Regions from separate parts of the Sus scrofa genome. Here region 1 is linked to region 2. A link is a contact called in public HiChIP or PLAC-seq data. All regions are on one chromosome and are shown on one strand. The core of a region is the stretch at or near the end of the contact, and the rest is flanking DNA. Distances in the headings are between cores, read along the strand shown. Region 1 holds the start of DDAH1 (N(G),N(G)-dimethylarginine dimethylaminohydrolase 1). Region 2 holds the start of CYR61 (protein CYR61).

Region 1 (6,768 bases), core at 974-3,473, 90 kb before region 2:
CTGATGTTCTTATCCACTATACGGTGTGACCTCTGGCAGTGGGTCACCAGCCTGATATAAGAGTAAAGCTGGGAGTTCCCGCTGTGGCTCGGCAGATTACAAACCCGACTGGGATCCATGAAGACAAAGGTTCAATCCCTGGCCTCGATCAGTGGGTTAAGGATCCGGCATTGCCAGGAACGGTGGTGTAGGGTGCAGACACAGCTTGGATCTGGCATTGCTGTGGCTGTGCTGCAGGCCGCCAGCTGTGGCTCCACTTCAACCTCTAGCCTGGGAACTTCCATACACGGCAGGTGCAGCCCTAAAAAAGAAAAGAAAAAGGAAAAAAAAACAAAACAAAACCCAAGAGTGAAGCTAATTAAAAATGTATGCCTCGAAATCTGAAGGCCAAAATTTGAAAGGTTTTATTACAGGAATAAAATGAAATGGATGATGAAACATACCATGGTCTCTTAGAAGGAAACTGGACTACCCTCATCAAATGAGCACCATTTGAAAGGGTTTGGGGAATCTATTTTACTCTTGTAAGTACACACCACAGCCTTGCCACGTCATCTGGGACACATCAGAAAGTATTCAAACAGGGTGACATGCTTATCGGTTTAAAACAGAGTGGGTTTCTCCACAGACTCAACGACGGGAGGGGAGTGGCAGAGGAGATAAAAGTGCTTGGTTTGCTCTTAGGTGAGGTGGGGGAAGAAAAGCTGATTATCTCAGTGAGAAATAAATCGAACAGGCTTATTCCCTGAGACCAAGTAAAGTTCAGTCAACCGAGTCGTGAAGCGTGTGTGAATAAGCATATTTTAACTCTAAGCTCTATGAGGCACTTCCAGTGAGAACATTATAAAGACAAAATGGGGGGGGGGTCCCTAACCCACCCCATGAAAGAAACCACTGGCTTCTTGCGATGCCACTTGATGCCAACACAGTCTTAAGACTGGGCTCTTATAGACAACGAGAAGAATCCAGTCCGGATGGCGTTTTTAAACCCAGTCTCTCTCTATTCGTGTCTCTTCTCTAACCTACCTTGTGTTTAAAGCAATCACAGCCATTTTTCACAGGCTGCAATATTTTAAAGTAGTCACTACCGCTTGAGAACACAAAAAGCTCTCATTGCTATAAATTGTAAAATATAGAGAATAAAAAAGATGGAATTTGGGAAACAACCGTTTCCAGTTAAACACATGGACACACACACACACACACACACCCAACACCTTGCAGTGAGTCCAGCTTTTCAAAGGCAGCCGCCAGCTCGGCCATGCCCATTCACTTGCCCTGCCTTTCTGTAGCCCTCAGCCTGCACCCCGGAAAGTAACGCGGGAAAGGCCTGCGGGCACCGACGCCCAGCAACTCACCTGGCCGCCCAGCTCCAGCTCCAGCAGGGACTGGGACTGGGGATGCAGGGTCATCCCCCGGCCCCTGGAGTCCTCGCCCTCCTGGAGCAGCAACCCCCCCCCCGCCCCCGCTCCCTGGGAAACAAGCAAGCGGCACCGTCTCGGCAGCTTTTAAATCTTTACAGACAAAAACGCCCGTGAGATGGATTCCCCACCGCACCCACCTGCCCGAGTCGGCACCCCCACCCCCTCCACCCGGGCCTCCCCAAGGCCTCGGAGCCGCGCGGGAGGGCGTGAACAAGCAACGGGCGTCCCGCACACACCCGCCTCTGCTGCGACCTGGAAGTTCCGAACTAGCCCGGGGGCCAGCTCGGCGATTCCCGCCGCCGGCCGGGCGCGGGCGCGGGCGCCGGGGGAGGGCCGGGCGCGCTTCCCCGGCCGCGCCCCTCGCGTCTCCGGGCGGGCGGTTACCTCCTTCCTCCGGCTCGGCGCCCCGGGGCGGGTGATGAGCGCCGTCTCCTCGCACACCACGGCCACGTCCTCCACGAACACGCAGTCGGGGAGGCTCTCGTCGGCCGGCAGCTGCACCACCTGCAGCCCCAGCTTCGCGCCCAGCACGTCCACGTAGAGCTGGTGCTGCCGCTCGGCGCGCGCCAAGTCCACCTCCTCGCCCTGGGTGCTCCTCAGCGCCTGGCGCCCGAGGGACTCGGGCAGCGCCCGCACCACGACGTGGGTGGCCCGGCCGAAGGCGGCGGGGTGGCCGAGCGCGGCCATGGCTGGGGCGGCGCGCGCAGGAGCCGGCAAGCGCCCGGCCGCTCCCCTGGCAGCCGATGAATGCGGTGCGGCGGGAGCCCGGCTCGCGCCCGGGGCCCTGCCCGCGCCACTGAGCATGCCCAGAGCCCGGGCGCGGCCCGCGCGCAGCCCGCGCCCACTCGCGCGCTCGGCCTGCGGCGCCGGGCACGGGGCTGGAGGGGGCGGCCCGGCCGCGGCGAGCGCCGGGGCTGCGGGCGGGGGCGGCGGCCGAGGGGGGACCTCGGCCCGCAGCGCGCGGCCGCCCTCGGGCGCAGGTGCACCGCTGGCGTCGGCCCGAGGCGCTCGCAGAGCCGGCCGCCGTCGAGGCGCAGAGGGTGGGGGGGTTCCTTCGGGGATGTGGGGGCTTTGACCTGACTCCCTACCCTCCTGTTCCCAGGTCGCCCAGCACAGGGTAGCCCTCCCCCGCCCCCCCAGTTCCCAGCGTGGCGTGGGCAGCTGTCCTCGCACCCAGTCTCCGTTACCTTGACTTTGTCTGCAAGGGACCCCTCACCCCACGTAAGACTTGAGATCATCGAGGGAATGCTGTGTCTTCCCCCGTGTGGGAAACGAAGTCCAAGGAGCACCCCCAGAGCAACGGACAGAGAAACCCCCAGTGTTCCAAGGACAGTTGGTTCTGAGGAACAGGGTGATTCTGGCAGGGCCCCTGCAGGCAGGCAGAGGCCTTAAGGATGGGTGGGCGCTCACGCCCGCAGGGGCGGCAGCACGCTTGTCCCTGAGAAGGAGCGCCCCCCCCCCCCCCCGCGCCGCCGCCTTTCCCTCGCACCTGTACTGACCTCGCGGATTTCCCGGGGTATTTGCTTCATGTTTCTTTTCTTCATGCGCCTCGGGAAGTGTCTTTCTCTTCTTAGTGGTATTCAGCTTCTGGTTTTTTTCCCTACCACACACTGCAGAGTAACTAATTCGTGGTTCTGCTCTTTTGGAGAGGAAAACCCACTTCAGGTTGTAGCTCCAGACGAGTGAGTCCCCGTGATAACCTTCCTTCCTCAGTTGTGTAGCACGTTTCTAATTTAAAGACTGATTCGGTCATACAGCATTAGATTTGAATGGCTCTAGAAACCCTCTCATCTAACTTCACCCTCAATGTCCTGGAATTCCCGCTGAAACATCTCTGACAGTCGCCAGATCTGTATTTACCACAACTTTCCAAACCTCACAGAGTGGATTCCACTTTTGCAGCGCTGTAACACTTAACAATGCTGCATTTGGGGCCTAAATCCCACTGGGTCTAGTTCTGCCTCTGGGGTTCCTTCAGGGGACAGCATGCCCCTATCTGGAGACAGTTCTGCTGTTGTTGCTGCTTGACCCCTCCTTCTACCCATCATGCGGACCCACCCTGACCTTGAGCCGGAATCACTAACAAGTAACCAGGGATGCAACATTCTGGCCATCTTCCTTTTGATACACACCAGTCTGCCTGTATCCCTTTTAAATCATGGTATCTGGAATAGAAACAATTCTTCCTGTGTGGTCTGACCAGCACAGACCAAGGGAGGACCCTTATTCCAGATGCTAAGCTTCCATGAACACTGCCTCAGATGGTATTGGCTGTTTTGTGGTCCCGGTCCGAGGCCCAGGCCACAGCCGTCTTGCCAGGACTCTGACAGGTTTTTTTAGGACTTGTCGGTTTCTAGGAGAGAACTAGCCAGAGGTCCTGGAACACTTGTCCCAACTGAGCAACAGAGGACATGTAACCTGCCTTCTTCCCCCTCTCAGGGGTGAACTGAATGGGCCCCCATGACATGGCATTTCTCAGCCTCACAAAATAAGGGATCTTAAGTGAAAGACAGCTCTGACCCTGACACTGGGAGGGGACCAAAACCAAAATAACAGACTTTAAGACCTCCTGGGTTCTGCGCTTGAGGCAAAACTTTCAGGGAACCCATGCTGCTCTCTTGGAACCAGCTTGGTGTCCAGAAGCCAGGTAGAGGCGTCCTCAGCAGAGGATCCCCGCCAAGGCTACAGATGAAGGTCAAGCCGGGAGCGGAGCCTGCTTAGGCTAAAGTGCGGGACGCTCGTCCACCCCTTTCCTAACACGGAGCTTTCATCTGCCTCCAGCTGGTCTCCACCTAGCGCTTGAATTCATGCCCACGCCTTGAAAGAGCCTGAATACTTTGCCACCAAGTACCCTGAGCCTAGTTATAGAAAAGGTCCTGTGTCCCCACTCTGGGCTCCTGTCAGCCCAGCAACGAATTAAAACCTGAAAGCCTTTTCCTATAAATCGGCATCAGCCATGTCTGTCCCTGCGGTAACTGGGCTGCTGTTTTTTTCTTGAAATCTAACTTTGCAGTTATCCGTGTTAAATGTTGTCTGCTTCATTCCAACTTGCCTCATTTTGAGTCTGTCATTCTGTGCATTATATATTAGCTCTGCTTTTGTGTCACCCGAAATTTGATAAGCATGCCTTCTGTCTCCTCTAAGCGGTTGTCAGAAAGTGTTAGAATGTGTATGTTGGTGAAAAGAATAATAAAGACACCAACTCCAGTCAATGATGGTTTATATGCCTTCCTGCTTGAGTGATGAGGGGCTGTTTTCAGGAAAATGGTTTTCATGGAGCCTAATACATAGATTAATTTTTCTCCATAAATCTTTGTTGAACGTTCTCAAGGCACAGCACCTTGCTTTGTACCTCACAATCATACAAGAAGCATTAAAACATGATCCCAGGCCCGAAGAGTTCACAGTCTCACTGGGAAAAGATATCCAAGGTTGGAGCTGTGCTCGTGGCGTATAAAAGAGACAACAAAGCAATATAGGAAGATGAGGGGACAGTTATCACTGTGGCCAGTGGGAGCTGGAGAGAGCTGCTGTGGCCCTCCCTTGGTGGCATCGAGCCTGATTAGTGTCCGTGAGGATGGGGCTTCTACCTGGCATTGCTGTGGCTGTGGTATAGGTCAGCTAGCTCCGGTTCCAGTCCCCTAGCCTGGGAACTTCCATATGCTGCAGGTGCAGCCCTAAAAAGACAAAAAAATAAGAGAGAGAGAGCTGCTTGAAGGTGACTGGACTTGGTTTAGGCTTTGAATAGTTCTTAGAATGTGAATGATTGGAAGGTGAGAATGAGAATTCTAAGGAAAAGAGTGTGCAGAAGCCAGATGGCTATTCCGCAGGCAGGTCAGATCAGTTCCAATCATGTGTGTGCTGGTTCAGATACCTCTGGCTGCTGTGAGCAAAATGACCCCAACACCTAGGGTGGCACAAAGGTGATAGACGTTTATCTCCTCTTCAGGAGCTGACAGAGGTTCCTGATTGGTTCCTGACTCTTCTCCAAGCAACAGGCAGGAGTAGAGCCTTCTTCCATCTTGACTCTAGCTTTTTTTTCCTTTTTTTGGTCTTTTTGTCTTTTTAGGGTCACACCCACAGCATATGGAAGTTCCCAGGCCAGGGGTTGAATTGGAGCTGAAGCCACCGGCCTACACCACAGCCACAGCAACGTAGGATCCAAGCAGCCTCTGCGACTTACACCACCGTTCACACAGCACCGGATCCTTAACCTACCGAGCAAGGCCAGGGATCCAACCGGCGTCCTCATGGATGCCAGTCAGGTGTGCCAACCACTGAGCCACCGGGAACTCCTGACTCCAGCTCTTTAAAATATGGCATCCAAGTTCATCACGCTTCCCTTTCTCAAGCTGAAAAAAGTTGCAAACGTGCAGAACCATGTGTGAAAGGCTTAACGGCCAGGCCAGGGAGTGGTACCTGTCGCTTCTGCTCACTGTCCCCTGGCTGGGACTCAGCCACACTGCTCCGTAACCAAAGGGAAGAGCTGGGAAATACGGCCTTCTGTGGGCCAGAAAGCAGAGCAGACAGCTCCGGGAAGCAGTCAGCTGGTTTCTGCCCCAGCGGATGATGGGGAAATGGGGAAGAAGGGAGAAGCAGGCGGAGTGCCCCTTACTTTCTCAGAAGAGATTCAGCCTGCAGGGACTGGGTCTCACCCCGCAGCCAGACTCTGCTGGGGGGAGATGAGCTCTTTTCTTGTATAATCTGAGTTATGTCTCTTAAAAGCTCTTTGCCTGCATTCTTCTCTCTGCTGTGAAACTGGAAACAATGAAGCTATTGTCCTCCAGCTATGCAGAAGGCTACACAAAGTGCTTAGGAAAGTGCTAGAATAGTGCCTAGCTCCTAACAGGTGCTCAACCAATAGCATCCACGGACAGGGTTTGAACGTGGTTTCCTGCAAAGGCCAAATCACACACCCACCTCCACTGAATCCTCAGAGTCGTGTAAGTATTAACACCTTCTAACAGAACCCATGGCCTCCCCAGGGCGACGGCCAAATCGCACCCTCAAGTGGAACCACAGGTGCAGTGCGTTTCGTGGAACCCTTGCTTCGTGCCGGGATCTGCGCTGAGCCTGGGATGTAACTGCGAGTTACCGTGTGGGGCTTCTGGTCAAACTGCTCCTTTTTCAATCCCACATATTTCAAGAACTTTGTAATTCCCTGTTTAAAGTCCCTCCCTCTGCTTGGAATACCTGTCACTGTGTATATTCTCCTGGCTGGACAACGACTGATACACCGGCAATTTTTCTTTTGCATCAATAATGTTTCTGGCCCTGCGTTTGGAGTTCATTTTAGGTAGCAAGTCTTTCAGGATTCAAAGGGACATTCCTGCCTTCTTTTCTT
Region 2 (7,186 bases), core at 4,189-6,688:
TTTTAAGGTTACACGAGAGGCTGGGAGTTACAGGAGGCCGCGGCAGGACGAGCTCCTAGAGACGTTCAGTCTGAAGATCACAACCGGCGACCCCAGAATCTGTCTTCTTTGCTTTTCCCAGGATTAACCTAGGTGGTATTTTAACATTACTTCAATTCATTACTAACATTTTAAAAATCGAAAGATTTCACATGAAATTCTGGATGCCTGGTACCTCTTTAAAATGAGAGAACGAGGGACCCCCTTTTTCACGTACCAACTATTCAGCCCTCCCCCCAGAATCCCTGCCATCCCAGGCTGGGGCCGGTGTCAGCTGGCAATAAGCCTTGGAATGGCATTTTGTGAGCCTTTCAGGGCCCAGCCCTGTTACCTTATAGATGAGGAAACCCAGGCAAAACCTCAAGTGGACTCTGTAGACGGAGTCCCCGTGCCATGGGCAAGGCCATCTGCAGACGACCCCAGCTGACCTCTCTCGCCACTTCTCCAAAGGAATTCTACAGTCTGGCCTCGCTAGATGGGTCCTCATCTGCCCGGTCAAGGCTCGGTCCGCTCTGCTTCAAGCGTCTTTTCTCTTGTTCATCCCACTTCCATCCTCGCGCCCCAAGCTCGGAAGTGTGCACGGGTTCCATTGCGTCCACTTCAGCAAGAGCCAGTAGCGCCCCTCGAGGGTAGGTCAATGGTAAAGTCCTCTTTATGTCACCAGTGCCTGCCGTGGTGCCATGGCATATCATGAGCTCTGAATAAATCTGAGCTTCAGAGAGAATAAACCATTTGTCTTCAGACGCATAGGTAATTGTATTTCTAACATAGAGTTGAACAAAAACAAAAGGAAATTGGCTCCATGAGAGACACTCAGACTGATGAACTATCAAATAAATGACACCGAAAACCACCTCCGTGACAACGCAGTTCTAACCAGGCCAGGTCTTACTCCAGAGCAGGGACTGCCTGTTCAATGCGGTTCCTAAGGTGTCGGAAGAACCCCACAGGCCTAGACATCTTCCCCAGCACCTGCCAAGGCGCAGAAAAGTCCACTATATAAACTCATTTGCCATAGGGTTTTTTGCTGTCAAAATGGGGCACTCCTTCCCCTCTCCTCTCCAAGAGCCAGTACACTGGGCAAATCTTAGAGGCTCACGCAGCTTCAGTTAAATTATCAACTACTTTTCTATCTGATGCATTTATCTTGGAATATCTGGGTAAGTTGTGATAGAGCTAAATAAAAGTTAAGTTCCAGAAGGGACAGGCCCGAGTGCCTAAAGCAAGAGTAGGCACTGCTGTTAAGGGCAAGGCTTTCTTGGGGCCAGACGCGTGGGTCCAGCTCTGCCACCTGCTCGGTGGGTGTCCTTTGGTTAGACGTTAACCCTCTGCACCCCCATGTCTTCGTAGAGATGAGAAGCAGTGTTAACAAGAGGATCTACCTCGGTGGGGCCCAGGCGTCAAGGGAGTCAGCGAGGAGCCGGCCCTCCCAACGGTGCCTGACACCCGGCGAGCGCGCGCCACAGAGGCGCTGGCTTCTGTCACCCTTAGAGAGAAGGGCAGGAAGCGCAGCCCTGAAACGGACGGCTCCAGTTTTACCACCTGCTGTCTCCTTTCCCCGCTCACCAACGAAGGCGCCAAGGTCTGGAGAGCGGAGCGGTCCGCCCCGCGGGCCCCACGGAAGAGGCAGAGGAAGGGCTGCTGGGACCAAGGGAAGCCGAGAGCGAGCTCCCGCCTGTCCCCGTTCCAGGGCCGTGAGACCCGGGCCCTGGGGGACTTGGCTCCCAAGGCCCCCCAGGCCCCACGGCCACGCCCCCGCGCCCGGGCGTGCCTCTGCCCCGCGGGAGGACGAGTCAGCGCGGGGGGACGGGAAAAGTGACAGCATCGGCCTGCGCCCTGCGCGCCAGCCTCCCACGCGGGGCGGGCGGGGCCGTGGGCCGCGCTCGCCCCGCCGCCGCGCGCGCCCGACGCCCGCGCCTCCCAGCCCCGGCGGCGCGCGGTGGCCCGGCCCGCTCCCGGCGGCGGCCGCCGGCCCCCCGGAGCTGCATGACGGAGCCCTGAAAGCCTTTCTCCAAATATGGGCCGGGGCTGGAAACGTCCTGGCCCCGCGGCCCCGCGGCGACTCTGCGCGCGCGCGCGCCCCCGCGCTCGGCCCTCCCCCCGCTCCCCGCGGCGCGGACCCGGGTCGCCGTCCCCGCGGGGGTCGCGGGCGCCAGCCTCGGCCTTCCCCGCCGCCCCGCCCTCTGGCTGTCCCTGCGGTCGCTCGGGGTGGGCTGCGGAGACCCCGGACGGCCTTTCGCGGTCACGGTAACTCCTTCTGTCCCTCAAGGCGACTGTGAAAAGAGGGCGCCGAGGACCTGGCTCTGGGGACAAACGCAGGGAAGGGCAGGCGCGCCGTTCAAGGCAGCGGTTCTCAGGGGGGGCTCCCGGGCCCCAGCAGCCTCAGCATCACCTCGGGGCTTCTTGGAAAAGCAACTCGCAAGAAATCGTGGAGTGAGGCCGCGGGGGGCGGGGGGGGGCGGTCGGTCCTTCACCCAGCCCTCCCGGTGGTTCTGATGCGGGCCCAAGTTGGAGAAGCCCTGGCCCAGGACGAGGAAACCGGAGTGGCCAGATTTAGGGTGATGATTATTCTCAGTTCCCGCCAGACAGTGAGCCCTTCTTTTGGTGACCCAAAATTCCCTGGCAGCAGCGGCCAGAGACGTTCCCGTCGCTCAGCCCAACGCCAGGAGCTGAAAGACAAGCAGCGCCTTCTCAGTCGCTTTTTTACAGTCCAAGGAAACAAGGCTGCCCGTTCTTCCCTCCTGGGCAGCGGCGGAGGGAGGGAGGGAGGCGAGAGAGCCCAGAGCCGTGCAGAATTGGGGCCCGAAGACACTTACCCGCGACGTTTGCACTTTTGCCCTCCGATCTGTCAGCGGGACCCGATCTGCCGCTCTCAGCGGAGGAGGCCAGAAGGCGACGGCATGGCTGGGGTTTCTGGCCCCAGCAGGGCGAGGAGCGGCGGTGCCTCTAGCCTGATGCTGCCGTCTCCCAGCCGGCGCGCCGGGACCTAGGATATGGAAGGCTGCGCGCATAGGTTTCGCCCGTCTCTCCCGCTCCCCCACCTCCTGGCCCTGTTTGGTCCCACTTCCCACCCCCTCGCACAGCACAGCACAGCACACCCCTGCTGTAAAGGGCAGCTGCGGGTGAGGTACTGTAACTTCTCCTCTGGGGCAAAGCATCTCTCCAGGAGTCCCCAGGTGGAGTCCCCAGAACGGATCCACGCACACTTGTTAGAACTTTAATCTGATTTTCAAAGAAATCTCTGGAATGGTTGTGTTTGAATGCTGTGCGGCAGACTGAATCTCTTCGAGCACCCCCCCCCCAGCGCCCCGAACTTCAATAAAGGAGCAAGGTGCATACAGGAGCCAGTTGGATCATCCACTGCGATTTTATTTTCAATTATGATAGACAGATTGCGTGAAAAACAAGGAATTCCAAAGAATTTCCTGCTCTGGGAACAGAAGTTAAGTCTATATTTAACAACATTTGAAGCTGTCAAGAATGCTTTGTGGTTGGATAACAGAGGCAGAAAAATGTTAAAAACGCAGGCTACTGCTATACCCAAATATGGAAATATTGTTACGTCTGGTGTCTGATTCACCATCTGGAAATACTTACAACCATGAAGTCAAATAGAAAAGACGCCACAACAGAAGCCAGGAATGGTCCCCTCCACCTCCCCGCCCACCACCCCCGCCCACCCTGCACCGCGCCTACTCACCCCCAGCCCCAGTCACCTCATCAGGAAGGCAACAATAAGGACACTCTGACACAGGGAAAAACAAATCCTTTTGCTAAAAAAACTGAGAATTGGCTAGAGTAGAATGCAGGGCCCAGAGCACCTGACCGTCTATTGTCCTGAAAAGCAAGTCCCCCACCCCACCCCCCTGCCACAAAGCAGCAGAGATCCTACTCCCTCTCGCAAAAGCCTCTTAGACTCAGGAAAGAGCACTCCTGAATGAATGAGACTTAACTCCTTCCTGCCACCGTTCTCCTCACTGGAGACTGTTTTCATTGCAATAGCTTCTCCTGGTGTTTAGGAGTCCTTCACAGAAAAGCCGGGTGAAGGCCTTCTTATGCAAGACTGCTGGGCAGTCATTTAGACTGGACAGCGGGAGCATTAAAAAGGACAAGGAGGTCTGGAGCAGTATAACAGGGAGGCCGGCATGATTACTGTGTGTGTTTTATGAAAATGACACAAGAAAATAGGTTGGGAAACTGAGGGAAATTAATCAATCACACGAGCGGGGCGTCTGCTGTTAAAGTGAATCGCTTCGTGGGGGGTCTTCCCCTGGGCGGGTCGCAGGAAGACTAGGGCCTTAAAATCCGCCGGCTTTTTCTACTACAGAATAATATATCCTTGCCCTCTCTCGTTTCTCTGGAGAGAGCAAAGCATTGCACTTCGCTTGAAATGAGAGGCTTCTCAGTGGGCCCAAGGAAAGGAGTTGCAAACCCCGCAAAACTTTCAGTGTTGAGGAGTCTGCCTTTTCCAGAGAACCGCTGGGCGCAATGCGGCTGGAATCGGGATTGGCCTTGCCCTCTCTACGGGTGACGCTCTCTCCGCGGGGGTCCCCTCCGCCTCGGGCTGGCTGCTCAGTGAGCGTCGCTTCCCGCCCCCGAGGGAGGCTGGAGGGCTTACCCGGCCTCCCGCATCCGCGAGGAAGCCTTAGGTCAGCCTCCCGGAGATCTCCCTGCGTCCGTTTCCTCTCGGACTTCCAAGCCAGCCAGTGGGCTGGAACTACAGTGGGAACCTCCAAAAACAAACAAGTACGACGTTCGGGGGGGGAGGGGGGAGGGAGGGGGAAGACCTCTGCCTGGGAATCTGCCAGACGGCGGGGAAGTTGATTTTTCCCCCCTTCTCATTCATAAATGCCACTGCGGGTATTAATTTGCGATACACTTAGCCTGGCTAATAAACACCATGCCAAGACTTTGGGACTCGATCCGAGCACGCCTCTACGACGTCCTCAAATAGATCCCTGGCTCCCAGACGCTGCCCTCCCGGTTCGCCTCTCTCCGTAGATAACTTGACTCTCACCTTCGCTGTAAACAAGCAAACAGCTCGCTGCCTCCCGGGCGGGGGCTCCGGGGCTGCGGCTCAGCTCGGCATCCCCAAACAAAACGACTTTGTTCCTCCCTCCAGGGCCTCCCACCCTCCAGGTCCAGGCAAAGTTCTCAACTCGCCCCCCCCCCCCCGCCCTTCCACCACCCTCCCCAATAGAAGTCGTTATTAAAAGTGGAAAAAACGGAAGATTGTTTTCTTGACGAGTCCAGGACCAAAAAAAAAAAAAAAGCCAGGGAGCCAGGGGAGGCGCTTGGCAGGAGCCCGCGCCAACCAGCATTCCTGAGATGTTTGAGAATTCTGGAACGCGCAGACGGGGCCGACGTCACTGCAACACGCGGCGCCGCGGCCGGCCCGTATAAAAGGCGGCCCCTGGGCGCCGGGGCAGACCGCGAGCAGAGCGCCCCCGAGCAGCTCCCGCGCCCCGCGCTCCTCCTCGGGAAGCACCTCGAGCTCGAGACGCCCGCAGCCCGTCCGCCGCGCACCCGTGTGTCGCCGTCTCGGCCTCCGCGCTCGCCCCGACCCTCCTGCGCGCCGCGATGAGCTCCCGCACCGCCAGGACGCTCGCCCTCGCCGTCACCCTGCTCCACTTGGCCAGGCTGGTGAGTTCCGCGGCCACCGCGTCCCTGTCCGCTCCCGGCCCCTCCCCCTTGGCCCAGAGGGCCCGCGGCCGACGGGGCTAGGCTCGGAAGTGCGGGGACGCTTGGGGGGAGCGCTTTCTTTAAGCCCGCGCTGGAGACGTGCCGGGGCCTCCGGGGGGACGCCGCCGCCCGGGGTGGCCGGGCTGGCCCGGCTCAGGCCCCCCCCACCCGGCGCCTGGGGGTTCCCGCCGCGCCGCGCCGAGCCTCACGCGTGTCCGCTCCCCCCTGCAGGCGCTCTCCACCTGCCCCGCCGCCTGCCACTGCCCCCTGGAGGCGCCCAAGTGCGCCCCCGGAGTCGGCCTGGTCGGGGACGGCTGCGGCTGCTGCAAGGTCTGCGCCAAGCAGCTCAACGAGGACTGCAGCAAGACGCAGCCCTGCGACCACACCAAGGGGCTGGAATGCAACTTCGGCGCCAGCCCCACCGCTCAGAAGGGGATCTGCAGAGGTAAGATGCTTTTGGTTTGGCCCCTTTAAAAGAAGGAATAGTCCCTGTAGTCCAGAAGTTTAGTAATTCTGCGACCATGTATGGTGATGCTTTGTTGTTGGTAGCTTGGCAGAAAGGCACATGATTTCAGCAGTCTGGAATGCGATTCAGTGTGTCTGGGCCCAGCGGAAAGCGCATACGGAAAAGTGATTCCTGACTAACTTATTGTTCTGGTCTGGAGTCTCCGGGGAATTGGAGGAAACTTTACCATAAACTGAGTTGAACAGCAGAAAATATGTGTGCGTTTCAGGCCGTCGTTCGGAATCCTAACTTTATCCTCTTCTTTTTTTTCTTTTCTCTTTTTTTTGGTGTTCTTTGCAGCTCAGTCAGAGGGCAGACCCTGCGAATATAACTCCAGAATCTACCAGAATGGGGAGAGTTTCCAGCCCAACTGTAAACACCAGTGCACATGCATCGACGGCGCCGTGGGCTGCGTTCCGCTGTGCCCGCAGGAGCTCTCCCTCCCAGACCTGGGCTGCCCCAACCCCCGGCTGGTCAAAGTCACCGGGCAGTGCTGCGAGGAGTGGCTCTGCGACGAGGACGGTGCCAAGGACCCCATGGACGACAGGGACGGCCTCCCGGGCAAGGCGCTGGCCTTCGATGCCTCCGAGGTGGAGTTAACGAGAAACAACGAATTAATTGCCTTTGGAAAAGGCGGCTCCCTGAAGCGGCTCCCGGGTAAGTGAAGACGGAGGTTCTGAAAAATCTAGTCCTAGTCGGAAGCCTCAGAGAGATGAGCACTTCCTTGCACGTGTGTCCCGTGCCTCTGAGAAATCTCTTCTGTGTCTCTAGTTTTCCGAGCGGAGCCTCGCGTTCTCTACACCCCTCCTCTGCTCGGCCAGAAATGCATCGTTCAAACCACGTCGTGGTCCCAGTGCTCAAAGACCTGCGGAACTGGCATCTCCACCCGCGTCACCAATGACAACCCCGACTGCCGCCTGGTGAAGGAAACCCGCATCTGCGAGGTGCGGCCGTGTGGAC

What was found. HiChIP or PLAC-seq counts read pairs in DNA pulled down with a chosen protein or histone mark.
Region 1: a contact with region 2 is called in an H3K27ac HiChIP or PLAC-seq map of skeletal muscle. The contact joins the promoter of DDAH1 here to the promoter of CYR61 in region 2. A contact is called at or near these places in 5 of 47 Hi-C or Micro-C datasets (embryonic fibroblasts, fibroblasts and skeletal muscle) and 1 of 2 datasets of contacts at active chromatin or transcription factors (skeletal muscle).

Annotation. Positions count from the first base shown.
Region 1 is chr4:130,480,760-130,487,527 of Sscrofa11.1, reverse strand. DDAH1 (N(G),N(G)-dimethylarginine dimethylaminohydrolase 1) reads right to left here and starts at 2,223. Exons shown (of 6, transcript XM_021090342.1): 1 at 1,809-2,223. The coding sequence starts at 2,111.
Region 2 is chr4:130,393,431-130,400,616 of Sscrofa11.1, reverse strand. CYR61 (protein CYR61) reads left to right here and starts at 5,438. Exons shown (of 5, transcript XM_001927740.5): 1 at 5,438-5,682; 2 at 5,953-6,166; 3 at 6,527-6,883; 4 at 6,998-7,186. The coding sequence starts at 5,620. It also overlaps a transcript of ZNHIT6 not described here.